3 separate regions of the Mus musculus genome follow, and regions 2 and 3 are each linked to region 1. A link is a contact called in public HiChIP or PLAC-seq and promoter capture Hi-C data. All regions are on one chromosome and are shown on one strand. Each heading gives the region's core, a stretch centred on a gene start, on an enhancer-like site or on the middle of the called end of the contact. The rest is flanking DNA. Distances are from core to core; before and after follow the strand shown. Region 1 holds the start of Cpne4 (copine IV). Region 2 holds the start of D030055H07Rik (a long non-coding RNA gene). Region 3 has its middle 10 kb from the start of Col6a5.

Region 1 (4,356 bases), core at 1,115-3,614:
TGGCAGTCACAAGTTTTGGTGTTGTGTTTAGTTTGCATGCCTGTGCTTTTGGCATGGGGGAGGGGGTAACTGCATTAGGGTTTTCTCGATTGGTTTTGACTTTGTAACTTCTCCGTGGTCCACTTTTAGTTTCTAGGCGCCTTTAGAGCCTGCTTCAAGTAATACGCAGCAAGAACTGAGCTGTGGTCTAGTTATCTCAACCACCTAAACCTGGTTTGTGGTAGAAATGATAAAACTACTTGGAAAGGCTGTTATACAAATTAAATGGGCTGATAAGTAGAATTGACTAAGAGATTACTGGAAATAGTATATGTTCAGTAGATCATAACTGCCTTCCTCTTGCCTATAAAAGAAGAAATTTGCTTTAAACATTCTAGAAAATATTAAAAACATTTTTAAATTTAATAAGTATGCATTTGCTGTCTACTATGTGGAGACACTCTCCTAGGTTTTGAGGCTCCAATCATGAACAAGTTAAAACAAAACAAAACAAAACAACCCCAGAGATATCACCTCCACAGAATTTAAATGTTAGAGTTCACAATCGACATGCAAGAAACATAAATAAGGCATTCATTTTCTTTATTTCGTCCAACACAAACTTCATCTCTAGGGTTAGATGCTACTGAATAAAATCTAGGAGGAATTAACAAACATATTGTGGATTTTACTTTCCCAGAATGCATCCTTCTTTCCCTAGGAGGAAACCCTGAGTGTTCCTGGGAGGTCAGTCCTTCCAGCTGTAGTCTGTGTGACTCAGATGAAGCCCCAGTCTGTTCCCAGGAGTACTGTGAACACATTTCCTGCTCCAAACACCAGGACCTGTCCTTTATTGTAACCTCACAAGCCAAAGCCCCAATAATGATTAGCTTGCGCATAATCACATGACCTAAGTGTTCTCAGTCAAGGCAGACCATGGATTTGTGTGTAAGCTCCATGATACAGCTAGATTCTCTCAGGGTTATTTTTTCTAGCCTTGTAGCTAATATGGCATCTCAGAACAGCATGTGAGGCGACTGGAATAAGAAAAATGTTGATTTTCTGGAAACTGTTTCTTCTCAAAGATCTTCTCCTTTGATTTCCAGGATCATTTCTGAGCCCCCTTTGCTTTCCCCTGTCATTTCTCCTTCTCTGGCCTTTGAAACTGGGAACTGTGTAGTGGTCTAAAGCTTATAACCAAAGCCTTCACCTTACAAGAGACCTTGTTGGGTAGTACTTCAGCAAGCAGAGAGGGAGACACCTTCCTCCCTTGCCTGGTGTGCTTACCCATCATTTCTAACTCTGTGCGACCCCCAGGTGCAGAGAGATCCTTTTATTCATTTGCTTTATGGATTATAAAGTCTAATTTGATTCTGATCATGGGCATACCCAGGGTGGATTTGGTTCTCCAGTTTATCTACTTCTGCGGAGACAACTAGAAACAGCCTGACGTGCCTCCTCATTGTTTCTTTGCCTGAATGTGACTTCGAATAAATTTGTGACAGAAAAGTCATCACTTCCAAACTACCCCATAAGGGAGAGAGATGTCACTTAGCAGCACTGCAAAGCAAAACATCAAACCCCCTATTTCTTGTGTAAATGCTTTGTAGTGTGTTCAAAGTGTTTTATAATATGTGACAATGGTTACTCCCTAAATAAGACCTATAGTTTTTGGTTTGGGCTTTTTGAGACAGGGTCTCTAACCTAGGGCGGTTTCAAACTCCCTTTGTAGTTGAGGGTAACTTTGCCTTTCTGAGCCTTCTGCCTCCACCTCCCAAAGTCTGGGGTTTCAGGGATGCAATGCCATGTACAAATGTACAAATGCCTGGCTTTGTACAATGTTACGGTTTGAATGCAGAACCCTCTACATGTTAGGCCAGTGCTCTAACAACTGTGGTTCAACCCCAGCCAAAAACTTTATTTTAAAACATACATTCCCCAGGTATGGTGACGTGTTTGTATTCAGGAAAATATTCTGATATGAAGAGAAAAATAGCTGTTCACTCATTTAATCATGCATTTATTGACATGTAGGTACCAAAATAAGTATTCAATGTCACCCCCATTTTTAGTGAGAGTTGAGCGAATCAAGAAGTTTTCTTGAATGTATGCAAAAAAAAGTATAGCCCTTATTCTCTCCTCTCAGCTCTTGTGGTTTCACTGCTTTATCATAGAATAAGGAGAAATTAATCACGTGCCTCTCAGGAGCTGGTGGGAATTGCAAAGCTGAGCAGGGAATCAGGGCTGAGGGCGCGGCAGGACCATGGAGAGCGCCAGGGCCGCGACCAGGGCGGGGCGTCGCTGAGTCCCCGGAACCCCCCAGGGGGCGCTCGAGAGGAGGCTTAAGAACTAGTATCTTGCTGGGCTGCTGGGCGCAAGGGTTTCGTCAGAAGGTGGAAATCTCAGCTAGAAGCTGCCATCTCCTGGCTCTCACCCCTCCCTCCCTCCCTTCCTCCTTTCCTTCCTCCCTCACTCCTCTGCTCCCTCCCTCCTTCCCCAGTTCCTTCCTCTTTACTCAGCGAGTTCCTGAGCCCAGCAGCTCCTTCCACGCCGTTCACCCTCTCCCCCAGCCCCCAGCCCCCAGCCCCAAGAATGGAGTCGGGGTTTCCAGAGCGACCAAACTCTCCTCCCAGCATCTTTATCCTCCTCGGCTGTTGCTAAACTACCCCCAGTGGACCAAAGAGGGGGGAGGGAAGCCCGACTCTCCTAAGACCTCTTTACAACTACATCACCCAGGACCTCCACTCCAAAGGCGGATTTTGCATCCTGGGGGCGTGACAGACCTGTCCCGGGCTGAATTCTCTTTCTAGTCTCTGAGGCTGGCACACCCAGGTGAGTAGATGCTAACTCTGAGTCCTGTGTTCTTGCAAACTCGTCAGGGCTGCTGCGTAGCCAGACCAACTTTTGAGAAGCTCTGGGTTTTCGCCCAGCCTGGCTTGTTTGTCATTGCTGTTGTTCTGAACAGCGGCAGGAGCAGCAGTCCTTAAAGGCAAAAAAACTTTCAGCCAAAATACCTGCTTTTCCCGCATAACTCTACTCGCCCAGGTGGAGTGGTAGGGAGGCCCCAGGCGGGACGACAGAGGGAGGGCTAGGTTAGGCTCTGGAAGTCCTGCGGGCTTGAGGGAGGATTATTATTGTTTTAGAAATGAGAAGGGGGATGGGACCATAGTCGGGGCTGGAGTTGCTGCTTCCCATTTGACAGCAAAAAAGGTGTGGGGCATCAGTAGTGTTAGCCAATGGCTTGATCCTCTGCTGTTTGAATTCGGCTTCTGCAAGAGGTTCTAATAATATTTAACTGCGTCCATGACACCGAGGCTCACAAGTAACCCATAGTCTTGCTCGCGGCTTTATTTGGCTCGGTCTCCAACATTTTTTTCTTTTTGTTAAATGAAATAGCAGGGTGGTAAAGGAGGAACTGGAAGTACTGGGAGTCGCGTCTGACTAGAGAGCTAAAACTCGGTATCACGTACTACGAAGGATTGCTAGAACTCAATCCAAGGGAGTCAGAAAGTGGTCCACACTGAGTTGAGCTGAACAGCAATGGGTGGGAGTGGACAGAATCCAAGGAATAGTCTTAGGAAGATGAACTCCATCTTCCTCTTAGTGTAAGTGGGCTTGGGGTGGGGGTGGGGGCTAACCTCATTATGCATTCCAGATTCTACTGGGGGGGGGGGCTTCCAGGATTTAGGGAAGATTACCTATGGAGAGTCAATGAGGTGGAAGCAGGACTTGCTAGGGTGGGGATGGGCTGGAGACAGGGATAGAGTCCTGGGAAAGTTGATAAGAGATATCTGTCTCCATGCTGTGGACCCACCCGCTCCTAGAAGGTCCATGCCTCTGGAACTGAAAAGCTTCACACTTGGTCTTTGAAACTCTGCAGACCAGACCAGGAGCTTCATCTTCCTGCTGCTTTGCAGAGTTTTGCCAAGCTCAGCTCTGGTTTCTCTTGGCTCACTTGTTTTTCTGTTTCCTGAACAGCATTTTGAGCTGTTACAGAGCACTTAAGTGTTCTTGACTAGTGAGCCATCTCTCCAGCTCCGACTTAAGTGACTTAAGTGTTCTTAACTGAGACTAAACTCCGACTTTATTTAAACACAACCCTAAAACTACCCTTGCACCAGAGTCCTCCCCACTCCTAACCCCTGCTTGCTCCTTCATAGTCTCTACTTTTGAAGGCATTTGTGGGTTTTGCCACACTGCAATGTAAGCCCCGCCCCTTCAAACTTTCTTTACAATGTAGGTCGGTGGTTTTGTATCCGTGGCCTGTTTTGTAGTTCACAGTAACAGGTTAAACTTCTTAGCCACAGCTGCTGAAAAGCCAGAGGCAAAGAGACCACTTTATTTGATGTCTTTCAAGTTTAGGAAGACCACATTTTT
Region 2 (4,356 bases), core at 1,333-3,832, 1.6 Mb after region 1:
GTAAGGGGACATTGGAGAGGTAACAAGAATGTCACCCCTGAAGCCAAGTATGGTGGTACAAGCCTATAATCCCAGTAATGCCTATAAACCTAGGACAGTTAGAGCTACATAAGACCTTGTCTCGAAAAAAATAAAGCCATGCCAAAAACCAAGACATAAGCACTAGGATCCCCATCCAGCCCCCTCCCACTATATGAGCCTGGACCAACTGCCAAGTGGCCCCTGTGCCTGCCTTGTCTTTCATGGAGTTGTGGACAGGGTCCCAGAGTTAGAGGCTCAGGCAGGCCTCCAGCAGCTTCCCTCCCACCTCAGGGCTAGACAGTATCTGTCTCTCAAGTGTGCCCAAATGTGCCTTGGCATGACCATTCGCTCTCACAGCTCCTCTGCCTGCTTGCCTGCCTGTCTGCCTGCCTGCCTGCCTGCCACATCTCCGCAAACATATGCTGCCACTCCACACCAGGCAAATACCACATGCTCACTTTTTGGTGGGCAAATCTCCTTCCTGCTCCCTCACTTCCCTCCCAGGCCTGCAGCTGAGCACTGCTCACCCTACCCCAGTCAGGTCTCAGGATCCCAGTAGGTGACACCCACTCATTCATTCACTGACTGTACAGACATTCATTCATTCGTTCAACATGATCTGGGCTTCATTGCTCTGGCTCCATCAATAAAAGACAAGTCATTGAGCCAGTCTTTCAAAAGCAGGCAAGTTATGTAAACAACTGGAGTGGGGTTAGGAGGATGAGTGAATGCATGAATGGCAAATATACAAAGGAAAGAAAATGGAGCAAAATACTAATAATTGTTGAATAGTAAGAATAGTTGAGAATTGGAGAGATGGCTCAATGGTTAAGAGCACTGGCTGGCTGGTCTTGCAAAGGACTCAGGTTTGATTCCCAGACTTCCTATGACAGCTCAGAACCAGCTGCAAGTCCATTTCTAGGGATCTATTACCCTCTTCTACCTCCATTAACATCAGTCTCACATGTGGTCCACAGACATACATGTCATAAAAAAAATCAAAATAATTTTTTTTAAAAATTGAATAAACTAAACACAATGTCTTGTGTCTGTAATGCCAGCACTAGAGAAGCTGAGGCAGAAGGATTACTGCAAGTTCAAGGCCAGCCTCAGCTATATGGCAAGTACCAACAAAGACTGGACTAGGGTGTGTGACCCTGTCTCAAAAAAAAAAATAAGATAAATATATATCCCCAAGGATATATGGGTGTCACATTCATACTATTCTTATTCTAGTAATTTTTTTAAAGTTCAAAATCATTTGTTAGTAAAATAAGTAGCAGGCATATTTGTGTGTGTGTCTGAAGGCTCTGGCAGGGGGATTGCAAGTCCACCCTGGGCTGCATAGGGGTTCCCAGACCAGCCTAGCTACTTAGCAAGTTCATATCTCCAATAATTATAACAATGGTGAGGAGGAGGAGGAGGAGGAGGAGGAGGAAGAAAAGGAGGAGAGACAAGCAGCTGGAGATGAGGCTCAGTAGATAAAACAATTGTTGGACAAGCATGAAGACCAGAATTCATATCCCCAGCATCCAAGTCAAGCCAGGTGTGGCTATGAGCCTATGACCCCTGAAACTGGGAAACTGGGAGGCAGAGACAGGCGAATCCCAGGGAGTTACTGGTCAAGTCAAAAACATGAGGTTCCGTGAGACCGGCCACTGAAGAACACCTGCCACAGTCAGCCCCTGACCATATGCATGCACATGATGAGAGCATCCCTGCACACATGCACACATGCATATACCACACACGAGGACCAGGGATGTAGTTCAGTGGTAGCATGCTTGTCTAGCATGTGCAAGATGATGAGTCCAGCCCTTAATGTTGTGGTTGTTGCTGTTGTTGCTTTTTGCTGTTTTTGAAGTAATAAGAAAGAGAAAAGAATCTTCTCTTTTGTTGGCGCTCCAGGTTCCAGGAGAAGACTTTTCTGGCAGCCAGATGATGTGACTCTGCAGTTTGGAGCTCAAGGGTTTACTCTCCCCACAGCCATCAACCATCACCACAACGTTACACAAGCCCGTATTGCATCCCCTCCCTCCAAGAAAATGACTATGAGGAACCTCAGGGTGGACAGGAAGTGAGCTTTCTTTGGTGGAAGGGCAGCTGGAGCGTCTGCACTTCAGAGCCTAAGAGGAGAGACCTGCCCACCCCTGGTTGCTACCCAGGGGCCCCCTCTTCACTCCCCCAGCACTAACACATGCTCTGGCAGCCAAGACAACTTTCCCAGGCGGTGAGTGCCCTTGCTCATCACAGCAGCTTGGCAGCAGAGAATACCAGTTCACCTCTCTGCAACAGGCAGCCCAGGAGGTCCATGGGGTGGCTGGGTGGGTGGGAGGCCTCTGCTTTGGGAGGGCCTGTGAGGAAATGCTCTGCCTCCACCTTACTGCGTCTTTCCTTGCTTGGGTCCCCACCACTCTGCTTCCTCCATATGCCCACTATCCTCTCCCTCTCCCTTGGGGCTCCGCAGACTCCCCCCTCCCGCTCCCGACTGTCTCCTCCCACTCCCCATCACAGGCAGTAGCACCGGGATCCTGATGTGTGGCCAGTCCTGGAGTGTGAGTTAGGGTGTTCAGGGCTCTCGAGGAAAGGGAACCCTGCCTGTTCCCCCAGCCCCTGGACCTTGAGGGGCCACTTTAGCCTTGACAGCCCCTGCGAACCTGCTGTGGATTCAGGACACTCCTCTGTGTGCTCCGGGCTGGTGCACCTGCGGTCAGCAGGGGTCCCACTCCTCCCCTCAGACACCTTTGTTCTCTTGTCTTTGTGGCTGGCCCTGGCTTCCCAAGCCAGCCCACCAGCCCTTATCCTTTGCCGGGCAAGTCCCTCTCCCAGCCACCACCCCCCCCCCCTTCTTGCACAGCTTTGTACCCATTCAAGTCTCAGATCAGAACCTGGCATGGGACAGGGTGGGACCCCACCGCTCACTGCAGCCCTTCCTCCCCCAATGCTCCCTCTTCTGCCCACATCCCCTTATTTGCCCCAATCCCCTCACCCTGCCCTTGCTCCCCGCCCCTCTCTCCTCTCGGCCTGGCCCCCTCCCGATTTCCTCTTCCCTCCTTTCTTGGCCCTCCAGTCCGGGGAGTCAGGCTTTCTCTCGGCAGGGACAGGGGCAGCTCGTCCTCCCCTCTTTCCTCACCCTCTCCCTTCTCTCTTCCCCCTCCAGCCTCCACTCCTCAGTCCTCGCCTGCTCACTCACCCTCTCCCTCTCCCGCTGCCCCCCTCTTTCTCCCCCACCTCTTTGTTTCAGCTGAGAACCGGCTCCTCGGGACAGTTCCCACACTGCAGTGCCTCTGGTGAGGAGACAGCGCCACTGAGGTAAGCCGGGGGTTCGGGAACACATGCACGGGGCAGCCGAAGCCCTGGGGGGGGCGGACAGGTGGGGACAGTGGGCAGCCCGGGCCACATCACTTCTCTGCCCAGGACAACGGAAGCAGCAGAGTGTTAGCCGCAGGTGCCCTACTACTGGTCAGCAAGAGCAGGGTGGAGGGAAACGGATAGCAGGGAACTGGCAGGCTGTCCCTGTCCCGGTACCCAGCTAATGCTGATGGCCCACGGCTGAGGGAGACCCGCGGGAGATCCGATAGAGTGAAAGAGGAGGCTGGGACACCGGACCAGCCCACCCTTGAAGGTTTGAGTCTACGCCCAGTCCTTCCTGCCTCTAGCTAGGCTGCGGCTAGGAGATTGCCAGGGGGCATCAACCACGCTACCACATTGTGACCCTCACAAGTGCCTGTCCGGGGGCGGCGGGGTGGGGGTGGTTGGTTGTATAGTTCGGCATGTACTGGGGCCGGGGCGTTCCTACTGCCCAGGTGGAGGAGGAGGCGGGGCAGAGCTCTCTCCCCTACCACCAGCTCCCGGCTTTCCTCCAGCTTAGCTACCGACCCCAGATTCACAAAGCCATAGGAGATGGGGCATCATTCCCTTCTCTGCGGGTCTTTGATCAGCTCCCGCCCAAACCCGGTGCCCAGGACAGTATTCCTGGCGTTTAAGGGCAAAGAAAAGGTATTCCTGCAATTAGCTCTCTGGAACTGGGAGGGACAGAAAGGTATCCGTGCTCTGTAGGAGTAGGGTGAGGAGATGGAACGCAGCTAGAGAGAGAACCCTGGCTCTTGAGCGCACTACAAGTGCACTTCCTGGGACATCCTGGAGCATCAGAAGATACTGGGCGGTGAGCGGAGTGAATGAAAGGGACAGGAGCGGAGCCACCTGGCCCCTCTCAGCTGAGCTGGACTGAAAAGCTCATAGTCCCAAGAGCTCTGCCGGTGGCAGGAGAGCCAGAAGAGCGTAGGAGAGAGTAGTGACCTACGGGGGACCTTCTCAATGGGGTGCACGCTCAGG
Region 3 (4,356 bases), core at 1,036-3,535, 1.4 Mb after region 1:
ACATCGTTAGTCACTTTTCTTGATCTAAGGACCAGACTTGCCCAAGTTTGTTCTGAGAGGCCAAATCTCAGTCAAGTTCAGCCTCTATTTTAGAGAACCTGACCTAAGTTTGAACTCAGGTAAATTAACAGGCTGGTACCTAGCATTGGTTTCCAAGTTGCCCCCCCCCCCAACAAAACCTGAGCCTAGCTCCGGTCTCTAGGCTAATGCCTAACAAGACCAGCGTCTCTGGGTTACACCCTCAACAAGACCAGTGTCTCCAGGTTATTCCCACAACAAACCTGCACCCCCAGGTTACAAGCCCATCCCTTGCCTAACAACTACCAAAGCTTTAACAACCACCTTGCCTAACAACCACCAAGTTTATGATATGACTCCCAGCACCAGCCAATTATGTTAAAGGCCATAGTAACTTCCCAGTTAGATGCTTGCATACTTACCCCTGACACACACACACACACACACACACACTTGCTGCTTACTATAAAGGCTTGCCTTATAAAGTCATTCAGGGCTCCCCCACCACCACCAAAGCCATCCTGCATGATGTGACAGTGGTGCAGGTGGTGCAGGTGGTGCAGGTGGTGCAGGTGGTGCAGGTGGTGAGTTGGAGGGGCCCAGGACAGCTCAAATAGAATAAAAACCCTGCTATGAGTTGCATCAGATCGGCTCCTGTCTGGTTTCGGGGATCACTAACATTTCTCTGGCACTACAGTTCTAGCCACTCTAGGATCCTGAGTCCAAGGAGGTTGGAGACTGGTTTTTAGTAAATATGAGTCTAAAGTGACAGAAGCCACATTCCAGTCACTCTGAAAGGATCTTTCAAAGATTAGTGCTGACTTGCAAAGAAGAGAGGGAGGCTTTGGGGAGCATTGGAACCCTGTGTTCCAGTCAGCATTGAGACTCTGGTCCTCCCATAAATACAGTGAAGAGGAAATGGCCTGACTTGGGCAACTTGAGCTGTGTTTTGCTCAATAAAAGAAGCCTGACTAAAAGAAAAATTGTTTCTCTCCCTTAATCTTGGTTATATTTGATTACTGAAGCTATTTCTTAGTCGTTTTGGCATTTAAAAACTGTTCTAAATTAACTTACAAATAGGACCACAGTAAAAGAATAAACAGTGAGATGCATTCTCTGTCTGCATTTCAAATAAAGAGCCAAGCATAGAGAACTTCATCTCCGATCCCACTCAACATATGGAGCCAAATACTTGAGCATACTCTGATCCAAGGTTCAACATGTTTCCCCCAGCAGATGGGGAAGTTTACAGAGGGTCAGGTCACCAAAGTGGGACTCAGAGTTAGCTCAAACTTATAAACAAAGCAGGCAACCCCAACGCCACTCTGTTGGCCAGTAAATTGTATGATAAGTGGCTAAGGCTCAAGACAAGCTTCAAAGGCGCTGTACTTGACAGGTTCTTAGGTTCCGGACTTCAGGTTTCCGGCTTCCCTTTTATGAGACAGGCATGTGCAACGGGCAGTGGGTAAGGCGGACTCAGCCTGCTCTAAATGCTGAGGCTCAGTGAGTGCTTCCAGCCACAGATGGGTCCCCTGTATGAACCTCCTTCCTCTGAGAATCAGAGCACAGTAGAAGAACGGTCAGACAGAATCGAAGAGTTGGGAGTCAGACAGCTGTGAAATGCTGTCCTCTGGACACAACAGGGCTGATGCACACTAACAAGTTTTTTCTCTCCCTTAGGGACGCAGATATAGGCTGGATTAGACCAGATTAAAAGTAGATAAAGACAGGTTTATCAGGAGGCAGCTCTAGCAGGTCCACAGATCTCACAGGTGGAGGTCAGTGGAGTCACACATCCGGGCTAAAGCAAGGGGGTTTTACAGAGCTTAGGCAAGGAGTGACGGCGTGCCAGCTAGGAGCTGGGATTCTGTCAAAAAGTGAGACCCTGGGCAGGCAGTCTTGGGTGGGTTGTTGGAAACTGGAGACAAGGAGTGATGACAAGTTAGCGGGAAGTTTCCTCCAAGCGGGGAGGGAGAGTTTTCTCTGGAAAGGCTGGGTTGGGGGAAGGAGGGAGTCGGGGATTTCCCAGCTTGAACAGGGGTAAGTAGGGGTTCCAGACTAACACATACTTAATTCAAAGTTTCTATGGCTGTACAAGAACAAGCCAATCAAAATTCCAGCACAAGTAGAGAAAAGGTCTCGTGACACCCTAGCCCTAGCCTAGGAGTTATTGGCAATTGATGAGGGGAAAAGAAGAGTCACGTGTCTTTGAACCGGTAGGCTGCCTGCCCAGGCTCCAGGGGATGACACCCTATCTAAGGCTGACTCAATCAGAATTCTTAGGGAATGGTGCCAAGAACGTGGATATGATAAGACACCAAGGGTGACTCTTTAGATAAAAACATTATTGGCAAAGATGAGCGCTAACAAGCCAAAGAATTGAGTCATGCATTCAAATGCACAGAATCCTGACCCACAGGGCACCAGGCACTCACTGTGCCTTTTCCATTGGCCCACATTTACACAGCCTCTCTGCCCTTCACAACAACCAGGTTTAAGGAGTCCAACTGCTAAACATTGTGTCTGTGGGAAGAAAGTAAGAACGAAGATGTCCTGTGGGCTCTGCAATAGGATCAAATCCTTGTGCAGTGAACGCCACAGGCGCCATGGGAGGGAGCAGAGGAAGCTTGGCGTAAGTGCGCCAAGAGCAGTTAAAGTCCTAGGTGAATATCATAGACATTTGAACAGCTATGTCACGCACCCAATGTCTCAGACCACCCATTGCGATGGCAACGCCTTCCTCTGGTCTAAACGTGAGCACGGACAGTGTGTTCAAGTACATATGTTTATGCACAACTGATCAATGTGTACAGAAACTAGCAACTACAGCTGCCTTCTCACGCTGTTTACAGCCTGAGACTTCTGGGCTACAGAGACCTCCCATTGAGCCTGGCTAACTCCTCCCTATGTGCTGTACATAACAAAGACATTGAGTGTCCATCTTAGCCTTTCTGTACACTGTGCCTGCACGTTATTTCTTTATTCCCTCACTGCCCCGAGACGTGGCTCCAGGGCCCAATCCATGCTGGATGTGGGAGAATATGTTTTAGTGAAGTTAAGGGTGAGGAATAGGTTATCTAAGAAGTCATGAGGTCCTGTGAGGCAGTCTGGTAGAACAGATACCAGAATTCTAACAAGACTAGGATGCAAGGTGTGGTTCAGGCTCCCAATGGAGGTCACTATGAGGACATGATGCCAGAAGGACTAAGTGGGAATTCACCAGGTAGAGGAAGAGGCAGGCACATCTGGAAGCTGATGGACCACCCGGAGGTAGATTAGATTATTTTACTTTACTGGGTCTCAGTCTGATATCTCGGAGACTGGTTAGGGCTAGGTAATGGCAGTGAATGGTGGAGATCACGTCTCTGCATCCTTGATTCTCAGCTTCTTAGACCTCCTGGAGTGCAGTGTCTCCATTTCCTTATGAATGAATCCTCTCCACTGGTGCATGGCTTTTCCTTGTGAGGTTACCTGTGTGGTTGAGATTCCCTTTCACCAGCCCACATGGAGAAAGAACAACAACAACAACCATCCAGTACCATCCAGTACCATCCAGTACCCTTTTGGCCCACCACATTGGTTTTAGTGGCAGTTGGGTAGACATGGGATATGTTCCCCAAGTGTCTTTCAGACCGTCTCTGAGACAGCTGCCCCCTAGAGCAGAGGGACTCCCCTAGTCTGGCCGTCCCTGTGGTAGCTTCCATCGGGCTTTCCTCTTAGCCATCCCAGTTCTCACCCTGTTCCCGGGCCTCCTGTGCTTAATCAGCGTGAGCCTCTCCTGATTCTCCTCCCATCTGTCTACATAATATTTCCTCACAAATGGACTGGATTATGGTTTCCCACTCTAGGGAATTTTTTTAATAGCCCCTGGTCCTTCAAAGTTTTCAATTTCTGAGCCTGGCATACCCGCCTTTGATCTCGGACTTGAGGCAGAGGCACGCTGATCTCTGTGAGTTCAAGACTAACCTGGTCTACATAGTGAGTTCCAGGACAGCAGGAACAGCAGAGTGAGACTCTATCTCAAAATAAATAAATAAATAAATAAATAAATATAATTTTTAATTTCTATATTTTCTAATTAGTTAATTTGTTTAGTGTTATATCATTTCTAGGACTTTTATATAAAACCATACTAAAATCTGAGCTTATTGGAGCTGATTTTTAATATCTGATATGGAAATCTCCTGAGATGAGCTATGGCTCAGGAGTAGATCACTAGCCTAGTTTGTGGGAGGCCAGGGCTTTTATGTCCAGCACCACAAGGAGGAAAAAGGGGAAGAAAGAAAAAGAAATAGAGAAAAAAGGAAGAAAAGAAGAAAAAGAAAAAAAAAGAACCGT

Evidence for each region. Promoter capture Hi-C pulls out the DNA fragments that hold promoters and counts their contacts. HiChIP or PLAC-seq counts read pairs in DNA pulled down with a chosen protein or histone mark.
Region 2: a promoter capture Hi-C map of hippocampal neurons shows a contact between it and region 1, with 8 times the contacts expected there. The contact joins the promoter of D030055H07Rik here to the promoter of Cpne4 in region 1. A contact is called at or near these places in 4 of 39 promoter capture datasets (the 3T3-L1 cell line, embryonic stem cells, hippocampal neurons and 1 more).
Region 3: a contact with region 1 is called in an H3K27ac HiChIP or PLAC-seq map of embryonic stem cells, with 7 times the contacts expected there. The contact joins the enhancer-like site here to the promoter of Cpne4 in region 1. A contact is called at or near these places in 1 of 39 promoter capture datasets (embryonic stem cells), 1 of 15 datasets of contacts at CTCF or cohesin (pro-B cells) and 1 of 115 datasets of contacts at active chromatin or transcription factors (embryonic stem cells).

Annotation. Positions count from the first base shown.
Region 1 is chr9:104,567,291-104,571,646 of GRCm38.p6, forward strand. Cpne4 (copine IV) reads left to right here and starts at 2,365. Exons shown (of 16, transcript NM_028719.3): 1 at 2,365-2,811.
Region 2 is chr9:106,145,413-106,149,768 of GRCm38.p6, forward strand. D030055H07Rik (a long non-coding RNA gene) reads left to right here and starts at 2,583. Exons shown (of 7, transcript XR_003948237.1): 1 at 2,583-3,333.
Region 3 is chr9:105,968,801-105,973,156 of GRCm38.p6, forward strand. No RefSeq gene overlaps it. Among named protein-coding and RNA genes, the nearest start is that of Col6a5, 10 kb to the left of the region's middle. Within about 2 kb of position 2,286, at least 10 of the 459 cell types and tissues checked have an H3K27ac peak or open chromatin away from gene starts, as enhancers often do. A contact at or near this core is called in embryonic stem cells, where this site is marked.